2 separate regions of the Oryctolagus cuniculus genome follow, and region 1 is linked to region 2. The links are chromatin contacts, called in public Micro-C maps. All regions are on one chromosome and are shown on one strand. The core of a region is the stretch at or near the end of the contact, and the rest is flanking DNA. Distances in the headings are between cores, read along the strand shown.

The links. A called contact is a pair of places that touch in the nucleus more often than the background predicts.
Region 1: a Micro-C map of ear pinna shows a contact between it and region 2, with 16 times the contacts expected there. The contact joins two enhancer-like sites. A contact is called at or near these places in 3 of 6 Hi-C or Micro-C datasets (ear pinna, psoas muscle and an unstated tissue).

Annotation. Positions count from the first base shown.
Region 1 is chr5:123,291,663-123,297,492 of mOryCun1.1, reverse strand. No RefSeq gene overlaps it. Among named protein-coding and RNA genes, the nearest start is that of MEP1A, 36 kb to the left of the region's middle. Within about 2 kb of position 3,937, at least 1 of the 8 cell types and tissues checked has an H3K27ac peak or open chromatin away from gene starts, as enhancers often do.
Region 2 is chr5:123,137,815-123,143,413 of mOryCun1.1, reverse strand. No RefSeq gene overlaps it. Among named protein-coding and RNA genes, the nearest start is that of ADGRF5, 42 kb to the left of the region's middle. Within about 2 kb of position 3,128, at least 3 of the 8 cell types and tissues checked have an H3K27ac peak or open chromatin away from gene starts, as enhancers often do.

The sequences.
Region 1 (5,830 bases), core at 2,688-5,187, 150 kb before region 2:
TGAGTGCAGAAGTGAAAAAAAATGACAGGAATGATTTGACATGGGTGGAGCAGCCTACCAAGGCTTGCATGTGTGTGTGTATGTGTGCTTACATGTAAGTGTGTGCAAGCAATGGAGCCAACAGTGAGATAGGATTGAACACAGACGCATCTCTCTTCACCTCTAACAGTTTCTAGGGGCTTGTCCTAGAATCTAGAGTGAATTGAGACATGGCCTCATCTGGGTCACAGCTTCCCTCAGGGCCCAGACAAGCTCAGGATAGTCTGACCCATGTGTGACTCACCCCCTCAATGGAAATAATCAGTTCTGTTTAAAGATTTCTGTCCGGTCAAGGGGAAAAACAGAGCAGCAAGTGGGGTCATGAGAAAGGGGAGATGGAGATGCAGAGAAGCCAAAATAGGAGGCAGATTATCAGCTCCAGGCAAAAACGGTCACCAACATGCATTCTGTCTCTTTTCTCAGCAATAGAATCCCCAGATCCTAGGTGGTCAAACCCCCACAGTCTCCTCCTTCCCTTGCAGGTAGCTGGGCTGGGTAATCTACTCCTGGAAGCAGACATGGTGCTTGCTAGCTTCTGGGAAACTCTGAACAGTCTCAGTGCACACACCTTGCCCCTTCCTCTACCTTGATGACTGATAAGGCGACCAGAAGGCCAGAGAGAGAGCTGGGGCCAGGAGGTAACTCTGGGGGAAACAGATCAAACAGAAGTTATGTGGATTATTGAGTCCAGTTACCATCCCAGCCTTGAGCTGCCGTCTAAAGACTTGCATGTGCTAGAGAAAAACAGCTTCTGTCTGAAGTCACTATTATCTTGGATCTTTGTAACTCACAAAAAACTTGCTCCTAACCAGTGGGATGCCTTCTGTGGGGTTGGCATGTATGCCAGACTGCACCACCGGATCCACTGGTATGTGAAGGGAGAGAAAAGACATCTTCTCCTCTTGGGTCTTGGTCTAGGGTCTGTGGGCCTCACAGCTTGCTTTGCTTACTAATCTGTCTTGGAATGCAATAAGCACACAGTGGGAGGTAAAGTCACAGAAGGAGAAGTGAGACCACTGCTTGAGCCCCTGAATCCAGCTGTGCCTGAAGATGTGCCAATCGAGTACCTTCCCCACTTGTGGAGCTAATAACCACCCATGTTTACTCAGTCTAGTGTGTGCTGTGCTTCTGTTCATTGTGACCGAGAGATTTATTGCTGTGGCTGCTCACAACTGACTCAACTATAAAGGTAACGAATTGTGGAATTAACTTGAGGATTAAATAAAATCCTGTAATGCATGAGATCACCAAAGCTGCCTTGAGAGGCTGACACAAGGAAGCGAACCAACCTCATGACCTTGTTATATGACTTCTCTCATTCTGGTCTCATACTGGGCATGATTTAATCCCACATTTTGGTAACATGGTTATTTAGGATGCCATGTATCTTTGGGATTACTTTCAAAGACTCCCAACTTGAATTAAGTGAAAAATGTGGAGGGTATTTGTACTTTCATTCTGCATAGAGAACATGTTTAGGTCTGGGTTCCCTCTCTCTCTGTATCTCTCACTTTGTGTGTGTGTGCAATTTTAGTACATAAACAGTATGATACAAAACATTGGCTAATTTTATTCATTAATAACTATGTTCCAAACCCTATTTTGTGGGCTTTATAAGAATTTCATAACATGTGGTAGGCACTGTGGCACAATGGATTAAGCTACTGCTTGTAATGCGGGCATTGCATATGAGCACCAGTTCAAGAACAGGCTGCTCTACTTCCACTCCAAGTCCGTGCTAATGTGTCTGGAAAAATGGCAGAAGATGGCCCAAGTCTCTGGGACCCTACCATCCATATGGGAGACCTGGATGGTACTCCTGGCTCCTGACTTTGGCTTGGTCCAGCCCCAGCCACTTCAGCTACTTGGGGAGTGAACCAATAGATGAAAACTCTCTCTTCTTCAAATAAACAAATAAATATTTTTTTAGAAAAGTATTTCATAACAAGCTATGGTGCCCCCTTCTTATCCCAATTTATATTGTAGAAACTGGATCATGAGAGAGTTCTTTTATCTAAGATTACAAATTAAGAAATGGAAATCAGAATCTGATTCCAAAAGTCATGCTCTTAACCAGCACCCTATACTCACTGACCAGCTATTAATTAATGTTAAAGAACAGCTCTGGGCACTGACCCATGCAAAGCAAACCCAAACAATTCAAGCTGCAAATCAGCTGCTGGTTGCACCTGCGTATCACATGGGCAGTCACAACTTCGCCAGATCTATTAGGGCAACTGTCTCAGTTCTAAGCATGATGTGCTTGAACACAGCCCCAGAATTTTTGTAAGTCAAATTTTCCTTCTGCATGTCTAAATGACATCCAACACTCTGAGGATCCTTGATGGAACCGTGACAGGAATAAAAATAACACCATTGGCAATCGGGATCTCCTGGGAGGATCATTTGAATGAAGACTAAAAGTTAAAACAGCACATTCAGTCACACTTCCCTTTGGGGCGTCCACCAGGTGGCCAACTGACTTTCCATCAAGTGACACAGCAGGAATCCTTTGATGGACCCTCAGAGAATGAAGAAGGCTCTCCAGTCTGCCCAGGACACCAGTCCTTCCAACTCGGGGCTGCTCCTGTGTGAAATTAAAGTGAGATGTAGCTTGGAGAGGCCTTAACTTCTCCCCTCTTTCTGTCTCTGTTCTCCTCTTACACTCATTTTGTGTACTTAGAACTCTCCCCATAATAGCAGCTGACTTTATAGAAAGTCATTGGTGCTGAGAAGGTACGTAGTGGCTATGTACACATGGGCTAGGTCAGACACTCAGTATATATTTCCTAAGTAGCTGTGTGACCCTGGGGCAAGTAATTAATCTTTCCGTGCTTAGTGTTCTCATCTGAAAAATGAAGAGAAAAATATTAACTCAGCCTTGGGTGGTTATGGGGCTTAAATGAGATCATACCTTTACAGCTCTTAGAAAAACACCAGATACACTAAGAGCTTGGTAAATGTTGGTTAGCACAGTTGCACGAGATGTTTTCCCCTAGTCCATTAAGATGCATATTACAGAAAAACTAGGCAGAGATTTCAAAAATGTAGCAAAAGACACTTTTTTGTTAAGACTTATTATTTATTTACTTTGAAAGGCAAAGCTACAGAAAGAGGGAGAGACAGAGAGCGAGAGATATTCTATCTGTTGGCTCACTCCCCAGAGGGCTGCAATGGCCAGGACTTGGCCAGGACAAAGCCAGGAGCCAGAGCTTCATTCAGGTCTCCCATGTGGATGGCAGGGGCCCAAACACTTGGGCCATCCTCTGCTGCTTTTCCCAGGTGTGTCAACAGGGAACTGGATGGGAAGCGGAGCAACCAGGACATGAACTGGTGCTCATATGGAATGCTGGCATGCAGGTGGTAGCTTTACCTGCTATGCCACAGCGCTGACCCCAAGAAACTTATTTTTAAATTTCATTTTTCCATGAACTCTTTCAAGTATCCTCATAGAGCCATCACTTTCACCTGAGGGTAAACTGAAGTTGCTCTGTGCTTCTGCCAGAGGTATTTGCATGTTAACCTTTTTTTTTTTTCTTTTAAATGAATGTACCACTTAGGGATTCAGAGGGGCCTGAGCAGCATCCCGCCACATACAGCTTTCTCCCACACTGGGAAAGTGGCTGCCCCAACTCAGCACCATCCTGTTTGCTTCTCCTGAGTCTTCTCAGACCAAACTCAGCACTGGGCCTCTGCAGCTGGCTGCGTGTCAGCCAGTGCAGGGACAGCAGCAGACGCAGTGTGCTTTGAATATGAAAATCCAGCCTGGCAATAATTCTCAACGAGATGACTTAGAACAGGGAATAGGGCCGTCCAAGTTCATCCTCCTGCAGCCGCGCCACTGGAGAAGGTGTTAAGCGTCCATGAAACGCGGAAGGAATGCATTTGGCTTCTTTCAGCTGCCTTCCAGCAGCCCATCCAGAGAGGGTAGGCCAGGCCATTCCTGGGGCTGATTTTAGCTTTGCTGTGGGTTCCATGAATAAGATTCAATCAGCAATGTTGGAAAGAAACAGGAGGGAGTTAGCCTAGCTAGTATATCTCAGAAATGTACATTCTCTGACTGGAGAGCTCTCTCTCTCCATGCCCCCATCGCTGTCTCTGCGAGGTGGGGAGTGAGAGTGAGCCCTTTATTTCCAATTACTTTCCTCCTGCAGGCCCTGCCTTCAACCTATTCATATGACCCAAATTATTCCTCTGTATGTGCCAAACAGGCACGTCATCCACTGGCCAAACATCACCTCTGTGATCTTGGAAACGCCTCCTCTGCCGTCCACCAGGTGGCGGTCGAGTCTTAGGAGAAGCGCTGGCTTCCAGCTCTGGGAGGCCAGCTGTCACTCATTAACCCAGCTGGAGAAGACTGGCAAGACTTGGAGGAGGAGTACAGCTGTGAGAGCGCTCCTGGGGCATGGGAAAAAGCTCACGGTTTCAGAACAGTCAATGGATGCACAATTTTCCACCGCTAATCAAAATCAGACGTCTCTTCCCACCACCACTGGGGGTGGGGGTTGGCGGGCAGGAGAAAGGAGATAAGGCTGCAACTTTCGAAATTGGCTCAAAGAATGGCGGCAGGGTCCAAAATTCTGGGATTTAATTGATTGATTAGCGTCAATACTTTGTGGTGCAGCGGGTTAGGTGCCAGCTTGGGGCACCTGCCTGGCTTGAGTTCTGGCTCTTCTGAGCTTCTGATCCAGCTTCCTGCTGTTGTGCACCATGGAAGGCAGCAGGTGATAGCTCAAATATGTGGGTACCTGCCACCCATGGGGGAGACCTCAGTGGAGTTCTGGGCTCCTGGCTTTCACCTGGCCCAGCCCCAACTGTTATGGGCTTTGGGTGAGTGAACCAGCAGATGGAAAATTTCTCTCTTTTTATCTCCCTCTCTCTTTAAATAAATACATAATCTCCAAAGAACAAAAGAAAAACTCTGGAGTGCAAACAGACTCAGCTCTCTCCTTGTCAGGGACAGAGCTGGCCTTTCAGCTCTTCTATGTCGAAGTTCCCAGGCAAAAGGGAAAGAATAGACATTTATAAAATTATCATTTAAAAATGATGGCTCAATCCCAAACACAGGACACCATAACCAAGGCCTCCCAGGCCCAGCCACACCACATGAAATGGTGTTTGGAGACAAGTAACAGGCAGCGGGCACCGTAACTAGCTTCAATAATGTCCTGGCTTTCCTGCTTTCTTCCTCTGTGCATTCCATATTCACTGCGAGTAGGAAGCTCATGGTCTCAGTCCATTGTTGTTGCTATAATGAAATATCTGGGTAACTTATAAAGAAGGGAAGTTTATTTGGCTCATGATTCTGGAGGCTGAGAAGTCCAAGAGATGGCGCCAGCATCTGCTCTGTATCTGGTGAGGGCCATTTGCTGTATCACAGCTTGCTGGTGGGCATCCCACAGCGAGACACAGCAAGTGTGCATGCTCAGGTCTCTCTTAGAAATCCTCCAATCCCAGCCTCATGAACTCATGTAATCCTAACTGCCTCACAAAGGATCACCTCCAAACACTATTCACATACGAGTTTGAAGTTTCCAACACTTGAACTTTGAGGGAGATATAATCACAGACAGCATGTATGAAATATGGTTGTTGTCTCGAATGTCTACAGGACATGCAGACTCTATTTTCAGCTCACAGTGAAAATGGCAATGGTCCCACATACAACTGTTGGGCTAGACATCCATTTGTATCCCAGACAATTGGGCTGGGAAAATGTCACTTCCAGGACGCCTGCTGAAATCCTCTCTAAGGTGCTGAACCCTCATGTGATCCGGGAGTGTGGATGGTG
Region 2 (5,599 bases), core at 1,879-4,378:
GCCTGCTCAGATGTGTTAGCAGGAAGCTGGGTAGGAAGAAGAGCAGCTGGGACTAGAGCAGCCCTCTAATATGGGATGCTAGCATCACAAGCCAGAGTTTAACCTGCTGCACCACAAAGCTGGTCACAATCATGTCGTGTATTAAGCCACGTTGCTCATAATCCCATGTGTGTCCATTGCATATTGTTGTACATTAAGCTAGAGTATTGACTGCTCTGGAGAGAGCACACCAGAATAACACTTTAATTTGAGGTTTGACTGTGATGTTGGATTGGCAGGATGTAGGACTGGGGGATGTAGGGAGAGAAGACAACTAAGCGTAAGTTCTACGCTGAAGATGTACAGCCCAGATTCTTTGCTTCTGGCCATTGTACTGGGCCTCCTTGAATGAATAAACAAATATAAGTGAAAACTCCTTTCTGAGAAACAAAGAGGCAACCTTAGTACCTCATAGCCACACCTCCTATACATCTTGCACTTACACTTTGAATGTAAACTTGGATTCTCTTAAACACTCACTCATGTGTATTACTTTCATGACCCCTCCATCACCTGCAATACCAGGATAAGGCAATGTAATGAATATAGAGGGGTTGGAAGGAGGGAAAAAGGAAGCGAGGCCAGAAAAGTTCTCAGAGACTGGCAGCTGGGCTTCCTTAAAGTAGAAAACAAAAGGCAGCAAAAGACATGGGCTAGAGATTGCATCTCAGGAGCCTGAGAGCCTGGCACATGTGGAAATGTCCTGACTAGAAGTTATGCTCATGGTTTGTTGATATTTTCTAAGCATATAATATATATATATATATATATATATATATATATATATATATATATATATTGCAAGGCAAGAGACAGAGAGATAGAGAGAAGTCCCATCCAGTGGTTCACTCTTCAAATGCCCACAACCCTGGGAGCTAGCAATTCAATCCAGGTCTCTTACATAAATGCCTATGTAAATGGCAGAAACCCAATCATTTGTGTCGGCACTGCTGTCTCCCAGGGTCCACATTAGCAGGAAGCTGGAGTTAGGAGCTGGAGCTGGGAACTGAACCCAGGTGTGTCAGTGTGAGATGTGAATATATTAACTACCAGGCTGTTTCCAAATTTCAGCATACAGCAGGGTCACTAAAACACAGTTCCTTGGGCCCCACTGCAGAGTTCTGGGGTGGGGTCCAACAACTGACATTTCTGACAAGTTCAATGTAGCACTGCTGCTGCTGCTGCTCCTTGAAGAACACTTATGAGAATCATTCTCTAGTCTGAGACAAAGCAGGTCATGTGCACTACATCCTCCTGCAAAATATTATATGTGAACAGGTGTCAATATGAATTCTGGAAGTAATTAACATGTCTTATATTTATTCCTTTTAAAGTTATTGGGGGTGGTTTAGTGGAGGTGAGGACACTACATAACATTTCCCACAGTCAGGTGAAGTGGAAGACAGATGGAGCTAGTTCTTGTGTCCAGCCTACTTCAGGAAAACAAAGCCACATTATCACCAGCACCAGGCAAAGCTTTAATGCTGCAAACAGTTATCCTTGGCTGTGCCCAGCTGCACATTGTCATGGAATTCACAGCTGCCTTGCCCATGCCCTGTTGAGGGATGTGGCTGAGATCTAGGAACCAGGAAATCTTATCCATCAAACCAGTGTGTGCCTTGGCAGCACATCATACTGAGGAGCTCCTCTGCTCTGGCTTAGCATCAGGTCGGGATTCCAAAGGGTGTTCCCTCCCTTTTGGTTGGCATAATGTAGCTGTTGGCGATGCTTTGTCTGCTATTCCTATCCAGCAAGATAAGGTCTTGCCAAACCCATTTGGGCTGGTATTCTACAGTGGTCTCCTCTCCCAGGGCGTTACCTAGGAAAAGACACAGAATTGTAGCAAGTCAGGGCTGGAAGGGACTGGAAAGCATCTCTAATGAGTTCAGATGCATGGTTTTGCAGAAGTGGAACTAAAATGTAGAGTCCACAGGAGTAAGCTGGAGCCCCAGGACTCCCTGTCTCAAGAGAAGTCTCCACATTACAGCCAATCAAGGAAATAGAACTAGACATAATTGGCTAGGATGGAGCCTGGTGAAAGGCAGACCCATCTGGGGAGAATCGGTGGCAATCAGTGAACTACAGGCATCTTCCCTATTCATTTCTTTATTCTTTGGTTCCTGCCCCTCCACGGCTGTGCCCAGGTTATCAGGAGAATTGAGGGTAAAGTGTTTGGAAAAATTTCCCCATAATTTGGTGTTAGAAATAGTATTCTTTGAAAGGATATCCTTAAGGCTTGATTTTTATAACAAAGCAATAAACCCCTGTGAATAAAATATGATCTATTGCTGTTTCCAATAGCAACAAGTAAGATTGGATGAGGAATGTTTTTGAACAAAGGACCTGAACTTGCTGAGGCAATCCTGGACCACGGCAGTGAGGCTTGAGGAATTGTCTGCCAAGCATCCCTGATTTTTCGCCACCAGCCCTTGAGGACCTGGGAAATCCCTGCTCTGCACGCAAATCACTGTTTTATGTTTGTTGTTTGGCTTTCCTTCCCTCTGCCCTGAAGGCCTTGGAAACACAATTGAATCTGTAAAAAATTTGGGTAATTCTTCCATGGAAGCGTGGCTTAATTCTGACAAAACCATAAAATTTTCCAAATTATTTCTTCGCAAATTAAGAGTTCAATCCAAAAGGCACAGGATATTCACCATCTATTTTGCACCATGAGCTTGAACTAACTGTATTTACCCAAGATGTCTAAGGTACATTCCACTGACATATCCCCAAGATAAATAAAGCACTGCTTTCCCGTAGGAGAAAATTGCGTGCCCAATCTGCCTAATTCTTGTTTTGCCTAGCAGCAGCCTTCTATGTTTACCAGCACTGTTGGGCATCAACCCAGGAAACAGAGATATTGTTTGCCATCTGGAAACTGAGCTATTAAGTTCATAGATCCCTAATCTCTTTTGCTATACAAAACATAGCAGCAATGATGTAAATCTTGCCTAATTAGAGTAGGGAGGATTGCAATGCTTTTTATACCACCACCCACCAATGCTAAGGTGGATCTAAGGTGTCTTTAAACTTGGAGCAATTTGTCCAGAATTTATTTCTTGGTCAGAGCCTGCCCCCTAAAGTTGAATAAGGGTAATCATAGTACAGTTCCACTGCCTTCTTAGCTAAGGCAAGTTGTCTTTGTACTGTAGAAGCACTTGAAAGGAACTACATTTGAGGCTTTTACCAAAAGTGTCGTAAGTCTGAGAAACATTCTAGAGGCTACAGAGTGAACCTCTCTCAAGCCCTTCATTTGTTATGGAAGCATTAGGACAATGGTGGAGGTTAGTTGTTCTAAAATAGCTACTCAGAGGTCTTGGAGAGCTTATGCAACAGAAGGCCATAGAAATCTAAATGTGGTTCCTTTCTATGCATTCCATGTGAAACTCCAGTGATGGAATGTCTTACTCAGAGTGCCTATTACATTAGTACATCAGCACCCTTTGTGTTTCAAACTAAAATAGTCAAGTCAGTGTCTTAATCTTCCTTATTGAACTCAAATGCCATCTTATACTCTATCTTATAATCCTCTTTCAAATGCTTCTCTTAAGGGTTAGTGTTGCGGCGCAGCATGTTAAGCTGCCACTTGTGATACTGGCATCCCATATCAGAGCATGGGTTCAAGATCCTGTTCAAGTCCCAGCTGCTCTATTTCTGACCCAGTTCTCTGCTAATGTGCCTGGGAAGACACTGGAAGGAGGTCCAAGTGCTTGGAATCCTGACACGTGGAGATGGAAGCTTGGCTCCTGGCTTTGGGCTGGCCCAGCCCTGGCTGTTGTGGCCATTTGGGAAGTGAATCAGGGGATGGAAGATCTCTCTTTATCTCTCCCTTTCTGCCACTATGCCTTTCAAATGAATAAATATTTTTAAAATGATTGTTTTAGTGTCTGAAACATGTTTTCCTCCTACCGCACAGGCTGTGCCTTTCCATTCTTTTGTTTGATCTTCCTCTTGTTCCCTGCATCTAAATGATGTGGTGCCTCAAGAACCTTCTCACATTTCCACTATTTTCTGCTCAATGATTTCACCTGCTCCCAAGGCTTTAAACACCACCATTTTGCCGGTGACCCTAAGAGTGTATCTCTAGTCCACATTTGCCCTTGAGTGATAGATTAAGAATACCCAATTGACATTTCAAATTGGATTTCTTACAGGCATCTCAAAGCTGAAAAAGCACAGTGGACTCTGCGTTCAAAAAATGAATCAAAGGAACTTCCAAAGTTAGGGAATCCATGATGTTCTCTCCTATCTATGCACATTTGTGGGTACTTAATCAAAGTTACACACATAGGACTGTAAGGGTCAAGTAATAATGCAATTCTCTGCTTTTCAGAGATAATCATGTTCAACTGATTTACCTCATTTTAAAAATAGTTATTCCATTGTTTCTAAATAATGTGATTATAATGCTGCTACTTGATTACACAGTTGTATTGATTTCCAAAAACAAAGCTTGAAGAGGTCAGTGCTATGGCGTAGCAGGTTAAGCCTCTGCCTGTGATGCCAGCATCCCATCTGGGTGGTGGCTCAAGTTCCCAGCAGCTCCACTTCCAATATAGCTCCCCTTCCAATATAGCTCCCTATTAATATTTCTAGGAAAAGGAGTGGAAGATGACCCAAGTCCTTGGGCCCTTACACCTATGTGGGAATAAGCTCCTGGAATAAGCTCCTGGCTTCTGGCTTCTGGCTTCTGTCTCACCCAGCCATGGTTGTTGGGGCCATTTGGGGAGTGAATCAGTGATGGAATATTTCTCTGTGTGTCTCTTCCTCTCTCTCGGTAACTACACCTTTTAAATAAATAAATAAATATTTTTTAAAACAGCAACAAAGAATGAAGATTTAAATCTCCTTTGTCAATATCCATCCCCTCATTTTCTTCCTATTCTCAATATGGTTACATTGTTATTATTGTGGTTATATCAAAACTGCTTCACATGATTTGGACACAGTATGTTCTATTCATAACTGAGCTAGGTGATTTGTTTGACTGGGGCTTCTTTTTCTTTTCTGCACAGCTTTTTGCTTCTGTTACGTGTAAAACTTTTTTTCAGTTGCTTAGATTTCCATGTTCTAATAAGAAATTCATTCCCATCCTCCCAGTAAGGAAATTTCTTTCAAATAATATGTGAACATGAGAGTATCTGTCTCTGTCTCTTCTTTCTCTCTTTCTGGATCTCTCTGGCTTTGTCTTTCAAATTAATTAAATATAGAAAAAAACTTTTTAAAGATAAGTTTATTGGTTAAAAATGAACCATAATGAAGGAGATGGGAGAGGGAGAGGAAGGTGGGATGGGAGTTGGTGTGGGAGGGTTGGGTATGGGGGAAAGAACCACTATATTCCCAAAGTTTTATCTATGAAAAAATGCACTCATTAAATAAAAAAACTTAAAAATAATGTTTATTGGTGTACAAAAAGTTGAATTCTGTGCATTGCGTTCATAATAGTAATTTTCCATGAACTTCTTGAAGTTCATGACTTTAATTATACTTTGTGGGTTGTTTCCTCAGTTCTATCTTCTAATCCTTCTGACAAGGCATTTTATTTATGCTATCTTTAATT